4 separate regions of the Mus musculus genome follow, and all the other regions are linked to region 1. A link is a contact called in public HiCAR-type, Micro-C and promoter capture Hi-C data. All regions are on one chromosome and are shown on one strand. Each heading gives the region's core, a stretch centred on a gene start, on an enhancer-like site or on the middle of the called end of the contact. The rest is flanking DNA. Distances are from core to core; before and after follow the strand shown.

The links. Promoter capture Hi-C pulls out the DNA fragments that hold promoters and counts their contacts. Hi-C and Micro-C count contacts between places; a contact is called where the count stands out from the background. HiCAR-type assays count read pairs that join an accessible place to other places.
Region 2: a Micro-C map of the G1E-ER4 cell line shows a contact between it and region 1, with 10 times the contacts expected there. The contact joins the promoter of Pou4f1 here to the promoter of Cln5 in region 1. A contact is called at or near these places in 2 of 39 promoter capture datasets (hippocampal neurons and pre-B cells), 3 of 484 Hi-C or Micro-C datasets (the G1E-ER4 cell line and regulatory T cells) and 1 of 115 datasets of contacts at active chromatin or transcription factors (astrocytes).
Region 3: a HiCAR-type map of astrocytes shows a contact between it and region 1, with 7 times the contacts expected there. The contact joins the enhancer-like site here to the promoter of Cln5 in region 1. A contact is called at or near these places in 11 of 39 promoter capture datasets (the 3T3-L1 cell line, 3T3-L1-derived adipocytes, cranial neural crest and 6 more), 1 of 484 Hi-C or Micro-C datasets (embryonic stem cells), 4 of 115 datasets of contacts at active chromatin or transcription factors (astrocytes, embryonic forebrain, embryonic stem cells and 1 more) and 2 of 9 other capture datasets (adipose tissue and pancreatic islet).
Region 4: a contact with region 1 is called in a promoter capture Hi-C map of hippocampal neurons, with 11 times the contacts expected there. The contact joins the enhancer-like site here to the promoter of Cln5 in region 1. A contact is called at or near these places in 11 of 39 promoter capture datasets (the 3T3-L1 cell line, 3T3-L1-derived adipocytes, cranial neural crest and 7 more), 3 of 484 Hi-C or Micro-C datasets (the HL-1 cell line, cortical neurons and ganglionic eminence) and 6 of 115 datasets of contacts at active chromatin or transcription factors (embryonic forebrain, embryonic limb bud, fibro-adipogenic progenitors and 3 more).

Annotation. Positions count from the first base shown.
Region 1 is chr14:103,068,579-103,072,063 of GRCm38.p6, reverse strand. It overlaps Cln5 (ceroid-lipofuscinosis, neuronal 5), which reads right to left and starts at 1,848. Exons shown (of 4, transcript NM_001033242.1): 1 at 1,597-1,848; 2 at 265-430. The coding sequence starts at 1,718.
Region 2 is chr14:104,466,174-104,469,658 of GRCm38.p6, reverse strand. Pou4f1 (POU domain, class 4, transcription factor 1) reads left to right here and starts at 1,660. Exons shown (of 3, transcript NM_011143.4): 1 at 1,660-2,048; 2 at 2,788-3,485. The coding sequence starts at 1,926.
Region 3 is chr14:101,783,016-101,786,500 of GRCm38.p6, reverse strand. All of the region lies in intron 1 of Lmo7 (LIM domain only 7), which reads right to left. Among named protein-coding and RNA genes, the nearest start is that of Lmo7, 55 kb to the right of the region's middle. Within about 2 kb of position 1,615, at least 14 of the 459 cell types and tissues checked have an H3K27ac peak or open chromatin away from gene starts, as enhancers often do.
Region 4 is chr14:101,944,920-101,948,404 of GRCm38.p6, reverse strand. No RefSeq gene overlaps it. Among named protein-coding and RNA genes, the nearest start is that of Lmo7, 220 kb to the right of the region's middle. Within about 2 kb of position 1,519, at least 24 of the 459 cell types and tissues checked have an H3K27ac peak or open chromatin away from gene starts, as enhancers often do. A contact at or near this core is called in cortical neurons, forebrain and hippocampal neurons, where this site is marked.

The DNA.
Region 1 (3,485 bases), core at 599-3,098:
AGTTGTCTCACTGGCCAACCAGTTTAGACAAAAATGTATGCTTCAGGTTCAGTGAGGGACCCTGTCCTAAGGGAATGATATGATGAGTGACACCCAGCAGCCTCCAGCCACTTGATGCTTGTGAACAGGTGCACACACACACACATAACCCGCACATACAAAGTTATCAATTAATATGACCTAGTAACCATTTGACTACTCATTTAAGTCAAAGTAATAGCTGAATTACTTAAGTAAAGCTACAAGATCAAGATGCATTCTTACAAAGTGTCCCAGGAGGTCTCCATATTTAAATTCCCAAATCGGGGCTTGTAGTCGTAAGACCTCGATGACGTCATTGTCCTTCATAACTGGGATGGGCGAGCCGGTAGGACAGAAAGTATACTTAGCTTGACAGTAGGGATCTGTCTTCGGACGGAAAGAGAAGCGCCTGGTGAGAAAGAGAACCATCCTCAGAATTGCTCTTCTAACAATCTTAACACGGGGACAAAACCTGATCTAACTTACAGCTATATACCAGTTGTCAGGTGGGAATGTCAATCGGGGCTTCTTTAGAGTCAAAAGACCAGTCAGCCTCCGTCTCCTGGTATTAGATAAAATACTTTGAGATTTACAATCTCTTTCTTGTTTTATTGGGTATTTAAGGTTTTTTTTTTCTTGTGAATATTTTCATGAAAACCAACCTCAACCCTAAACTTTTTTTTCTCTCATATATATTTAGAAGAACCAATTCATGAACAGAACACATGAATATTTAAGTTTGGCAACTGCTGGTTTTCACCAGAAATGCGAGGGCTACTATCATTTCCTGTTTTCTGTCCAGGGTATGTGAGCATGAAGATTCTGAGTTAAATTCCCTAAGACCGCACAGAGGATGAGCAAATGGGACCAGATTTGGTCTGCAGCCTTCAGAACTAAGAACTCCTTAGAGGAACATGCATCATGCCATGAACCCCCCCGCCCCTCATTCTGTTATGCAAAACATATGCTTTCAAAAGCTGCATCTCTTTCCACTTCACTATGCCCACGCCAGCCACCACTCCACCCACCCCTGTCCCCCGCAACCCCGAAGACCGAGCGCTTCTTGTTTCGCAATTCCCCACAGGCTGTCAAAACTTAGCTAAGTCAAAGACTGCGATCACCTCCTCAGGTCCGGAGCCCTACCTACCCTCCAGGTTGAAGTGGACCAACAAGGTGATCCTGACTAGCCTAGGGAGGAAATTCCCCGGGTCAGTCAGCTAAATTCCCCATTTAGCTCAGTAAGGACACAGGGGAGCAAGCAGGCTCCCTGTAAATTCTCCCCAAATGTTATGCAATGGCAGCTAACGATAAGGCATGAAATAATTGCAGTGTTTAAAACATTTTAACCTGCTCTCCAAGTCAGTAGCACCTAAAAGTCACTCCGTGCAGTGATGTCACTCTCCATTCCTCCCAGGACTCTGAACTGCCCAGAACCGGTGAGGATCCCCGAGTTGCCAACTATTTAGGAACTATGCTCTTAGTGTCGCCCGCCCTGTGCCCTGCGTCCCCGGGCGCGCTAAGGTATCGGATCCGCCCTCTCCAAGTCCCCTCCCCGCCCCGCTCCGTCTCACTCACTTGTAGGGCACCGGCCAGCGTTGCCCAGACGTCGGGGACGCGCCCAGAATCGTCGCCAGCCCGAGCAGCGCCAGCGCGAGCGCCGGGCGCCAGTGCGCTCCACATGGCCCCCCGCGCAGCATCCGCGGCTCCCTGAGATCCCGGAGGCTCCGGGGCCCCGGCGTCGGCCTTGCGTGCGCGCCGCCGCGAGGAGCCAGCCAAGCACCAGCGCCGGCTTGGCCGTGTGACCTCCGGGCGCGTGACGCCTCCCCTGTCCCGGCCGGGGCGGGGCGCCTCTGTTCCAGCGCGCGTGCGCTGGACGCTAAAAAGCCCTGTCCTCCCGGAAGGGTGAGACTGGTACTGCAAAACTCACTCCAGCCTGGTGGATGTGTGCTATGCCTCTAGCGCAAAGGTGCTTTCTGCCCTCCCCGCAGCCATCACCAGCCAAACCGTAACAACAATAAAACACTTATGAACTTTCTTGACCCACATGGCCCAGGCCAGTCTCCAACACAAATCTTCTGCTTGGAGACACTGGGTGCTCAGCGGAATTAAAAAATGAGGACATTACAGGAAATGATTGCCCTCTCCTGGCCTCTCTGAGAATGTTGCAAAGATCAGCAATGACAATATGCTTTCCGTGCTGCCATCGGCATCACCAGACTTGGACTGCTCTGCTCCGGTTCTGTCCTCTGCCACACTTAGTATTATCCGTGACTCTTCAAAGCTTAAGACCGACCAATAGAGCTAGGTTTAATCCATTTATCCTCCGGTCCTCCTTTGTCCAGTAAGTGTAAGATTGCTAAGAGCATCACGCCATACGGAATCAGGCTGTTCAGGCCACTGCACTGAGTGATGGCAACCAAGATCACTCACGTACGCTGGAGATGAGACTGGAACAGGCAGTATTTTGGAGATCTCCTAGCAAACCCACTATGTGTATGCACATAGGAGCTGCATGAGGTCTGAACTACAAAGCGAACACGGGATCCTTTTTGCTTGCCAACTCTGAAGCTCAAGAAGAGATAGAAATGTCAGATCCAGAAACCCTTTATCAAAAGTTTTGGACCTATCTGGGTTGTAGTGTGAGGCTGATATTCTCAGAGATTCCTCTGCCAAAGGTTCTAGCTGTTTCGTCCTTGCTGATGTATTTTCCAAAAGGAAAAAAAAAAAAATTAAGTCTGTAAATTTTAGGAGACAAAGTTTCTCAGGGAATGAAAAAAACAGGGTGTCATCATGATACTTTAACGTGTCCTAGCAGGTGATGGCTGGCTTTCTCTTTTTGACTTCAGGATGATAACTAGCCAGGCAAACGTGTTAAGTTCAAGCTCATCTTTGCTTTCTTATTTATAACTCTGTGAACTAAATAAATCACTATTCTGAGAAGGGTTTCCAGGTTGCTAAAGGTTCTGTCAAACACGACATGCTTTTTTGCTTCGGACACACCAATTTTCTAACCACATTTTAATGAAAGAGTAATGATATTTTAACTAGGTTTGTAGGCCTTAGATATACTCACCTGCTTTATAGGTGCTTAACTGCCCTAAACAAATACATCAACTGTATTGTAGCCTCTAATTTCAGATTTTTCTTAACAGTTTTTCTTGCCTATCACAGCATAATGTCAAAGATGCTACAATAGGTCAAAGGTGAGTTTAAAGGTTCAATTTAGGGTTGAATTTAGTAAAGTTAGAAATTGTAATAGTCACTCATGAGGAGAATCGATGGGGGCATCTGTTTTATTTTTTAATTATGTATGTATGTATGTATGTATGTATGTATGTATGTATATATGTATTATTTATGTAGCTGTCTTCAGACACACGAGAAGAGGGCATCAGATCCTATTCCAGATGGTTGTGAGCCACCATGTGGTTGCTGGGAATCGAACTCAGGGCCTCTGGAAAAGC
Region 2 (3,485 bases), core at 411-2,910, 1.4 Mb before region 1:
GTGGGCTCTTCTTGGAATCTGAATAAACTCGTGGGTGTCCTGAAGATATACACTCTCTAAAGCAAAGGAAAAATACAAATCTGCTGGACCAAAGATTTGGGTTTGCAGAAATGAGATCTCCTCTTTGGTGGAAATGCAGACCTTCTTGTTGTGCGAGTGACCTGAAAGATTATGTATCTGATCTCTGCTTCCCATAAGCAGTTTCTTGTCTCTCTCAGGCTCTCTAGCCAGCAGATGTGATAACATCTGGACCGTTATTATCACCCTAGGCAAGGACTGTATCCTTAGGGACTTAGGCACCCAAGCTGAGGCTCCCCAGAGAGGCCCTTGATCTGCTGCTACATGAGGGTAATATAACAGGTTCATTAATTTATTTCTTCTTCATAGGTCTTCATTTCACAGTTGTTGTTGTTACTATTATTGAAGGCTGGACTAGATAGCATACCAGTTCCTTCTATCTGATTTGAATTTACATTTTGAATTACAATCTATAGATTAGCTTCATTCTGTATCCCAGGTAAGAAAAATACTGTAAGCAGGCAGATATAAAAAGCAAGGGTCCAAAGCGATGTGAAAGAAAGTTCTCTTTTCAACATCTTATTCCCTTTTCTCTGAAGTGGATTTCTTTTCCTGGAGTTTCCAGGGGGGAAAAAAGTGTGTGTGTGTGTGTGTGTGTGTGTGTGTCTCACTGGAGAGGAAAAGATAAAGATCTCGGCTACACCCTGTTTACTATTTTTCCTTTTTGATGACTCAAAGCCTCAGATCACCTAGAGCTCCTTTGAAATGTGAGTTTGTACACGGTTAAAGGAGACAAACAATAAGAGAAATGCACAATTTCATTTCAACAGCTTTTCCCGAGTAGAAAGCACACACTCCTTACTGCTCCTAAGTGACTGTCACTGGTGGTGCCTGACACAGTTATATTCACAACAACAAAGTATGCAGAGAAATTAAATTACGTGGAAATCAATAGCGTCTGACTGCTTCAAACAACTGTCTGTCATGGCTATTATTCTCCGGGAGCCTATTTATAAACCATGAAAGAAACAGGTTCTTGCAGCATAAAGACAGCATCATCCACAGCGCATTTCTGTGTTGCTATTTTTCTCCATATACAGAGGAATGCACGGGCATAATTTAACATACAAATGCCTCTCTGTATACATTATATAACAGCTTGTTAGGCACCGGGTAGTGGAGGTGTGCCTAAATAATGCGCATATATTCTGGGAGGAAAACACACCCGAGAGGAGTGCTTGCATCCTGGCTTTCTTCCTCCAAAAGGTTCCTACCCTTCAACAATAACGGGCCCTTTTTGATCTTTGCAGACCGGCGGAGGCAAGGTGGGACCTGCAGCGCGCATGCCTGGCCAGCTACAGGTGCATCACCTGCCTTGTCCTTGCTGGTGGTCACTATAAGAGCGGCTCCCACGCGCCGCCGCCGGTCGCGGCTCGACGAGCGCGCGCGCGCCCGCCCGCCCGCTCGCTCGCCCAAGCACGGCGCCGCGGCCGCGGGGAGGGCGCGCGCCAGACAGACGGAGACAGCTGCTGTCTGTCAGCGCGGCGGGGCCCGCGAGCTCTCGCGAGAGCTGCCCGGGCCGGCCGCGAGAAGTGGGGCTCAGGTGTAAGAGGAGCGCAGCCCGTCGGCGCGCCGGGGCTAGAGCTCTCGGAGAAGCGGGATCGCGGGACCTGCGCGCGGGCCGGCGGGCGGGCGCTCTGCGCGGTCGGTCCGAGGCAGCGGGCTGCGCTCGCCGGCGCAGCAGCGGCAGCAGCAGCAGCAGCAGCCCCCGCGGCGAGCCTCCGAGCGGAGCCGCCGAGCAGTGCGAGCGAGCGCAGCCTCGGGACGGAGGCCGGGCGAGCCGGCGTGCGCACTTTGCCGCGGACTTTGCGAGTGTTTTGTGGATTTTTACATGCCAAGGCGCCAAGATGATGTCCATGAACAGCAAGCAGCCTCACTTTGCCATGCATCCCACCCTCCCTGAGCACAAGTACCCGTCGCTGCACTCCAGCTCCGAGGCCATCCGGCGGGCCTGCCTGCCCACGCCGCCGGTAAGCGCCCCACGCCCGCGGCCCCGGTCCCGGCCCGCGCGCTCGCCCCCTCCCCCGCTCCGCGCCGCTGCCTGGCGGCAGCTGCCCCGGGCGGCTCCGGGCCCCGCTCCCGCGGGCGGGACTGCTCTTAGAGGGATCCCGCTGCCAGGCACGCGTGGCCCGGGGCCGCTGGAGGCCCGGGTCCCATCCGCCTGTGCCTCTGTCCAGCGCCTGCCATCCGCGGGGAGCTCTCGGGCCGCGGCTGTCGACTTGGCTCCACTTTGTCGGTTAATTTTACGCCTGCACAAGGCGATCTCTGCTCGCTCGCTCGCTCGCTCGCTCGCTCGCTCGCTTTCTCGTTCGGGTGTGTGGCACGGGTCCTTAGCTTCGAGTGACATCTCCATTTCTTCTTTTTCTTCTTCTTTTCGCTCTTTTTTGTCGTCTCCCACTGTCTTCCCCGGAATGTGTTTCCGTGTGCGTCCCCTTCTACCCTTCCCTGGCCCTGTGCCTCTCCCCTTCTATTTCCCCCACCCCGGCATGTTCTCAAATCGTCCCCCGGTCCTCCGTTGACCCTGCTCTTCCCACCCCCCGTTGTTATTTTGGTCGCTTTGTGTTTTGCCTTTTGCCCGTGCTTTCCTGCTTGTGTGTTTGTTTTGTGGTTTCTTTGGTGTTTGTCCCCCCTTTTTTCTTTTTTTTTCTTTTTCTTTCTTCTTTTTTTTTTCTTTCCTTTTCTTTTTGGTTTGGTTTGTGTCGCCTGCAGCTGCAGAGCAACCTCTTCGCCAGCCTGGACGAGACGCTGCTGGCGCGGGCCGAGGCGCTGGCGGCCGTGGACATCGCGGTGTCCCAGGGCAAGAGCCACCCTTTCAAGCCGGACGCCACGTACCACACGATGAATAGCGTGCCCTGCACGTCCACGTCCACCGTGCCGCTGGCGCACCACCACCACCACCACCACCACCACCAGGCGCTCGAGCCCGGTGACCTGCTGGACCACATCTCGTCGCCGTCGCTCGCGCTCATGGCCGGCGCAGGGGGCGCAGGCGCGGCGGGAGGCGGCGGCGGCGCCCACGACGGCCCCGGGGGCGGAGGCGGACCGGGGGGCGGCGGTGGCCCGGGCGGCGGCGGCCCCGGGGGTGGCGGCGGCGGCGGCGGCCCGGGGGGCGGCGGCGGCGGCCCGGGCGGCGGGCTCTTGGGCGGCTCGGCGCATCCGCACCCGCACATGCACGGCCTGGGCCACCTGTCGCACCCCGCGGCGGCGGCGGCCATGAACATGCCGTCCGGGCTGCCGCATCCCGGGCTCGTGGCCGCGGCGGCGCACCACGGCGCGGCGGCGGCAGCGGCGGCGGCGGCGGCGGGGCAGGTGGCGGCGGCGTCGGCCGCGGCGGCGGTGGTGGGCGCGGCGGGCCTGGCGTCCATCTGCGACTCGGACACGGACCCGCGCGAGCTCGAGGCGTTCGC
Region 3 (3,485 bases), core at 366-2,865, 1.3 Mb after region 1:
GCCTCCCCAGGAGAAGTGAAGACTTCGAGAGACCTTTGCATTTGTAGCTTTCCCTGCTTCCTGTCTCTGCTTCCAGGTCTACGAAGGTACAAATCAGCAGCCTCAAGCTCCTGCATTGACAGCCTACCACCATGAAGAGAATCCCCTCAGACCATGAGGCAGAATAAATCCCTGCTCCTTTAAGTTGTTCTTCCTTGTCAGAACAAGCAGAAAAGTAACCAATATACCCAAGTTTACAAATAAAGAAAAGTAAGTTACAGAAAACTTACTGACATTGAGACTTGGGTCAGCAAGCTTTGAACATTCAATTTGGTGACCTCTAAGTAGAGAGAGGATCCTCCCTCCTGTGCCTCACGCTCCCCAGTCCCTACCACAGGCTCTATGTCACTCAGCTCCTCCCTGGCTAAGATGCAGCTGACCCGTGCGTGCTCAGCACTCATGGGAAATCCAAGTATTCCTCCTAGGACTACATCCAGGCAAGAAGATAAAGCTTTGGGTTACATGAGGTTGATCTCCAGGGGAAGAGTGTGACTTAGGTTTTGGAGAAAGACACAGCTTTCATTCCAAGGCTCACTTAACTCACATAGCCCACAACTCCCACAGGTGAGAAACAAATCCTAGATCTGCCAGTTGCTCAAGGATTAAAAATCAAGGTCTGGGAAAACACTGGTGTCACGCTGGTGTTCTGGCTTGTTAGGTCAACTTGACATCTGAGAGAAGTCATCTTGAGAGGAGGAGACGCTGACTGAGAAAACGCATCTGGAAGATCAGGCTATAGGGAGACAAGTCTAGGAAGCATTTTATTTTTGAACTAGTGACCAATGGGAGAGAGCCCAGCCCATTATGGGTGGGGACACCCCTGGGATGGTGGTCCTGGGGGTTCTTTAAGAAAGCAGTCTCAGCAAGCCATGGGAGTAAGCCAGTAAGCAGCATTCCTCCATGGCAGCTACATCAGCCTCTGCCTCCAGGTCCTCTCCTCCTTCCATAACTATCCTGACTTTCCTCAGTGATAGGCTTGCCTTGAGCTATGAGCAAAATAAACTCATTCCCCCACAACTTGTTTTTGGTCATTGTGTTTCATCACAGCAATAGTAACCATAACTAAGACACTTTGGTGATACACCCTTGGTAGGTGGGAATAACCCTTTAAACCAGAGCTTGTACCATGGTGGACCTGTTAATTTGAAAGTTTTCCTGGACTAGAATCTAGCTTCCCTGTTAAACTGTCTTCTAAATAAACAAATTGGGGGCTGGTGAGATGGCTCAGTGGGTAAGAGCACCCGACTGCTCTTCCGAAGGTCCGGAGTTCAAATCCCAGCAACCACATGGTAGCTCACAACCATCCGTAATGAGATCTGACTCCCTCTTCTGGAGTGTCTGAAGACAGCTACAGTGTACTTACATATAAATAAAATCTTTTAAAAAAATTATTTTGTCCATTTACTGAAAAATTAATAAAAAATAAACTGAAAAATTCATTTCCCCTTTAAGAGTCTAACCCTGTTTTGAAATGTGTGGGCAAAATGGTATTTTAAGGCTAGGCACCTCTGTGAACTGTGGTTAAGTCTCTGAGTTGTAGCATGTGAATTGGTGAAATGATATTGTATATTCAGCAAATAACATAGCTTTGAGGGGCATGATTCCCCAATCACTAGCCTCTATTAAACCTTGGCATTGTACTACATAATATTCTGGAATGTACCAGAGCTATTTCTGCCAATACTAATATCATCTGATAGCAAAACCAAAGCCAACTCACAAGTCTTCCAAGTCTGTGGTCATCAGAATTGCACAGATCACCAATTCTAAACAGAATACAATGTTTCATGGTGGTCACAAGTCTAAAAATTTTTCCAAAGCCATTGCCCTCTTCAAGACCTTCCTCTAAGAGTGGGTGTAGTAATTACACCTCCCAATGCAAGTTCCTCAGGCACGGGCCCACACAGGGAAAGAAACAGCAAAAATATGAAACAGTCTAAACACTTGAGGTTCTCATTCAGTCATTATGGAGCCAAATGCCAGCTAGGCTACATTCCTTGAGCAAAGAAAAGAAGTAAAATAATTTCTGATGCAGGACAAGTTACACCCCAAGCGCCATAATCCACTTTAATCTTATAGCTCAAGCTAATCGCTCTAAGTGGCTATAGTGATGGAGCCCAAAGATAAACACCAATGGGAAGGACTAAGTGAAACTACAAGAAAGGAAGATTCCCTCCAGTGCTGATAGTAGGCACAAATTTGCTTGGGACACAAAACCAAGACCACATGAGCCCTGTTAGCCACAAGTTAAGGTCTCTGGAGACAGCAAACCCCCAAATGTGTTCCTCTTAAACACGTCTATTTTGCTAGCACCTACTACTTATAAAGATTAAATTTTGTCTCCAAACATAGGTCCATACTCCAATTTAAACTGTTGCAAGTGGATAGAAAGTATTCATGAAAAAGTCTCCCCAAAGCCCTGACTACTGCATGAGTTATTTTTTTCCAGATCAACAAGTTTTTAAGTAGTGGGTATACAAGTCGTAAGTGGATGTGAGCATCCATTATCAGAATATTTCAAGTATAGTTATAATGCTTAATATAATCATGGGTTTTCAAGAGTCAAAAGATGCTGTTGTTTTGTACAGAAATGTCTCACACACATGAACAAGTCTCAACAATGGCCTGCCTAGCTCCCCGTGAATTCCCGTGAGAGTCATCACTGTGGGAAACATTCATTTTTAGAAATGGTGTGGCTACATTACAGTTTCAGGTGAAGAGTCACTACTTAGTCCTATATGGACTTCAAATTGAGAGGTCTACCCTTTGGTGACAATGATACAATTCACTCTTCAGTGTAAGTTTGGCATCGAGAGACGGAGTTCGTATGTCTGTGACATAAACATCCCACTCAACGACTCTTCATGGATGTCTACTCCTAAGGTTGTCTGTGGCACTGATCAACAGTGACACAGTTCTTCAGGAATCTACTTGTCAAGCTCCCAGTAACCAACTCAACAAGGAATTCCAGGAAGCAAGGAGAGAGTTACAATTCTATCCCTACTTTGATCTCAAAGAAAATGAAAACCTTTTTTCCACATGAAATCTCAGACACAAACATTTATATTTATTTAGCCTTGCTCATGTTAAGCAAAAGAAGTGGGTGCCACCTAAAAGCTTATCAATCAATCAATGAATAAATTGACTACAATTAAAACCATATAGTGAAATATTGAAGTGCTGATACACGATACAGCATGGATGATTCTTGGAAATAGGCAGAAGGAAAGAAGCCCGACAAAAAAGGTCATGATGTGTCTCCTTTGCATTGTGGGTAACAATTCCACAGAATTAAGATCTCTGCAGTCCATTTATTATCTTTTCCATAACTTCCTTTGTTAGTTTTCAACACACGAGATCTAAAACATACCTAAAAGTATAACAAATGGGGCCCCAGCTCTTGGGTATACAAACTTCCACTAGCTGTCTTCTGTGAGTGAGCCACA
Region 4 (3,485 bases), core at 270-2,769, 1.1 Mb after region 1:
TCAGAGGTCCAGAGTTCAATTCCCTGAAAACCTCATGGTGGCTCACAACCATCTGTGATGGGCTCTGAGACCCTCTCCTGGTGCAGTCTGAAGACTGCAACACTGTACTCACATATATAAAATAAATAAATCTTTTTTTAAAAGAACCAGGGGTAAATGATAGCTATAATGAAACAGTGTTTTTCAGACACAAGGCAGATGGACATATGAGATCACAGCAACTGTGACTGTACCAGAAACACATAGGAGGGATCAAGCCAATGAAAATCCCAGCATGAGTGGGGAAAGGGATCCATGGAGCTCTTCCATTCAATAGCTCTGAGGAGCTGTTGGCAATTGGTAGCTGCTAGGGGAAGGGGAGTCAGTTTCCTTCATGGATGTAGCCCCTGAAAAGCTGCCCATGCCCCAGGATACAGTCCTACACTCATGCACACACAGCTAACCAACACTAAGTGAACTCAATGAGTGTATAAGCCACGAGCACATGAAGTAGGGAGGCAAAGGACAATGCTGGGAACAGGGGAGGAACTGAAAGGGAGAGAAATGTGGATTTCTATGCATGCATGAATTTCTCAAAAATAATAAAAAAATAGATGTAACTGTTAAGTGGTAAGAGACAAAGACCCTTCAAATAAAAAGATGATTTTTAGGAAACACACTGTTACAAGAGATCTAATGGAGGCTCATGGAAAACCCCCAGCTGAGGTTGGGAAAGGGAATATGACAGAAGAGGGAAGGCAGGCCATGGTGAGTGTCATAGCATTTGCAACGACAGGGGGACAGGCAAGGCCAGGAGGTAGTTAACAAGAGTGGTACACTATCTGGGGACAGACAACACAGGCATCTATCTGTGCTGGTCTAGCAGACTACCGTCAGAGCAAGTGAATCCAATATCCATCTCCCAAATAATTTCATGGTTTAATTTTGATATTTAATATAATCAAGGCTTCTGAGCTTTTATGGAATTGGAATCACTCATGCACAGTGCGAAATATTTCCATGACATCACCTCCCTTCTGTGACAACAGTGATGGGGAGACGCTGTCTGCAGTCCCAGTGGTGGGAGGGTTCCATGGTGGCTATGGGAACTGGCAGGGAACGGTACAGAACCCCGCTTAAGTGTAGTCACTTAATGCATGTTGCAGTCCTAGCTCTGCCAGTTGCCAGCTGGGTGACTTTCGCTTATCCTCAGTTTCACGATCTCTCTAGATAATTTTGGACGCCACCCAGGGTGCAGAGTTTGATGTAGTTATTATTAAAAGGAACGGGTTGCGCCGTGCCTTTGCACACGGTAAGCACTAGATAAATGCTAAGCGTTGTCGTATGCGTGTAATAAAGGCAATGCTCAAACATGAGAGCTTACAGTGCGTCCGAAGATTCTATCAGAATTACAACTTTATTTCAAATTTTACATTTTGTAATATAGATTTTCATTATTTCTGGTGTCTAAAAGGCACACACTTCAGGGATTGTATTTGCCTGCCCCCTAGTGTTAAGAGGAGCTCACTTCAGCAGACGGTTGGGCTACGCTCCTAAAGGGCTCTTTTGCGGATTAGAAAGGGGAAACCTGGGGGCGATGAAGTGAAGGCCGTCATGTCTGAAGGGTGGGGCTGGAACCTCAATCTCAGAACTCTTCCCTTCCTCATGTTCTTCCTCAAACCAGTACAAGGATATATGAATGTGTGTGATGGTTAAAAAATAGCTTGAAAAACTAAAGCAACTTGGACAAATTCAATAACCACACGCCATGTTCTGTTCATTCAAAACGTCAGTCACTGCTCCAGACCGCTACATGAGCTGTATTATAATGACCATTTTTTTCGGAGGGGAGAAACTGGGGTACAAGGAGATGAGATTTGTTAGGCTGCTCTTCATGATGCAAACAACTACAGAAATAAAGAAAACCAGGCAGCTCTAATGTTGATGGGGGATGTCAATGGTAGAAAAACGGATCAAAAGCTCCAATAGGATGGAACCTTCAACTGATGTTGTCTAAACTTCTGAGAGCTCTCTCTGCAGAAAAGGCAGTGAGTGGCGACGTCTCTAAAGTAGCTTAGGCTAGGAAAAGGTTCTTGTGTGTTCTGCATACTTTACAAATGGGGTTTATATGGTTTTTAAAAGACTTGGCTGACCAGGGCAGGGCAGGCTGGGAAGTAACTCAGTTGGTAAAATCTTTTCTTTGTTGTGTATGACCCTCAGCAACCACAGAAACAAAGCTGAGGTCGGTGTCACCCCAATAACCCAAGTGCTAGGGCAGCAAAGGTGGCCATGATGTGTACCCTTATACTCTTGAAGCTAGAGAGACAGAGATAGGGTAATCAGGGCTTGCTGACCAGCCAGTCTAGCCAACACGTAAGCTCTGGGTTCAATAGCAGATCCTGTCTCACAAAGTAAAAGTGAGAGTGACTGAGGAAGACACCTGACATGACCTGTGGCTTGCTCACACGAAAACCACGGGGATCAAAGGGCAGGGTCAAGTGTGTCCTCAAGGAATGTTAATTCCTGAGCTTCATGGCACTTCACTCTACATTTTCAGTAAAACACCATCCCTGAGCAGTTGTGTTCACAGCATGGACCCATGGTCCACACTGGTGAGGCCTGACATGGAGATGGGAAATCTGTCTACACTGCCTTCTGTGGATATTACATTAGTATATTAGTATAATAGATTATATTAGTATATTGGTATACTCGATTATATTAGTGTCAAGAAAAAAATCCATGCAGTTGGGCTTCTCTTTCTACAATGGCTTCAGAGTTGGGTAGGAATAGCTGCTCATCACAGCATAGGTGAATTACTGTGGATTTCATGAGGTTTTAGATGCATAGCCCTTTTTCAAATGGCAATAATGACTGGTCATAAGATTTTGTAACTTCCATCAGATTAGAGAATAGCTCAGGAATTAAGAGCGCTGCTACTCTTCCAGGACCAAGGTTTGATTCCCAGCTCCCATGTGGAGGCTGACAACCATCAGTGACGCCAATCTCAGGAACTCTGATACCCTCTTCTCACCTTTCTGGGTATTCCGTGCACATGGTGAACAAACACATCATTCAGGCAAAACACCCATGTATGTAAACTTTTCCCCCCAAGATTTCATAAGCTGCTGACAGGTTACCTCAGTTGGTTAGGGTGTGGTCGTGGGTTTGATTCCCTTATCATGGACTACATCCCTAATGTATGGCAGAGACTTGATGTACCAAGGTGGGGGAATATCCAGGGGGGCCCACACTCTTAGAGGAGGAGGAGGGGAACGTGGAGGGGGCAGCAATCAAGATATAAAAAACAACAATAAAGAAAATAATAATAATAAATTAATAAAATTAATAAAAAGTAAAAAAAAAGTAATTTCCAAAAGAAAACTATTGTAATCATAGCCAACTAGACCTTTCACAACAGGGTGACTATGGGCATTTGGGGGACCTGGCTAAGCTTAGATTTAAAGATTTTTCTCTGTGAAATGCCAGGCAGCTTTGTAATGAGT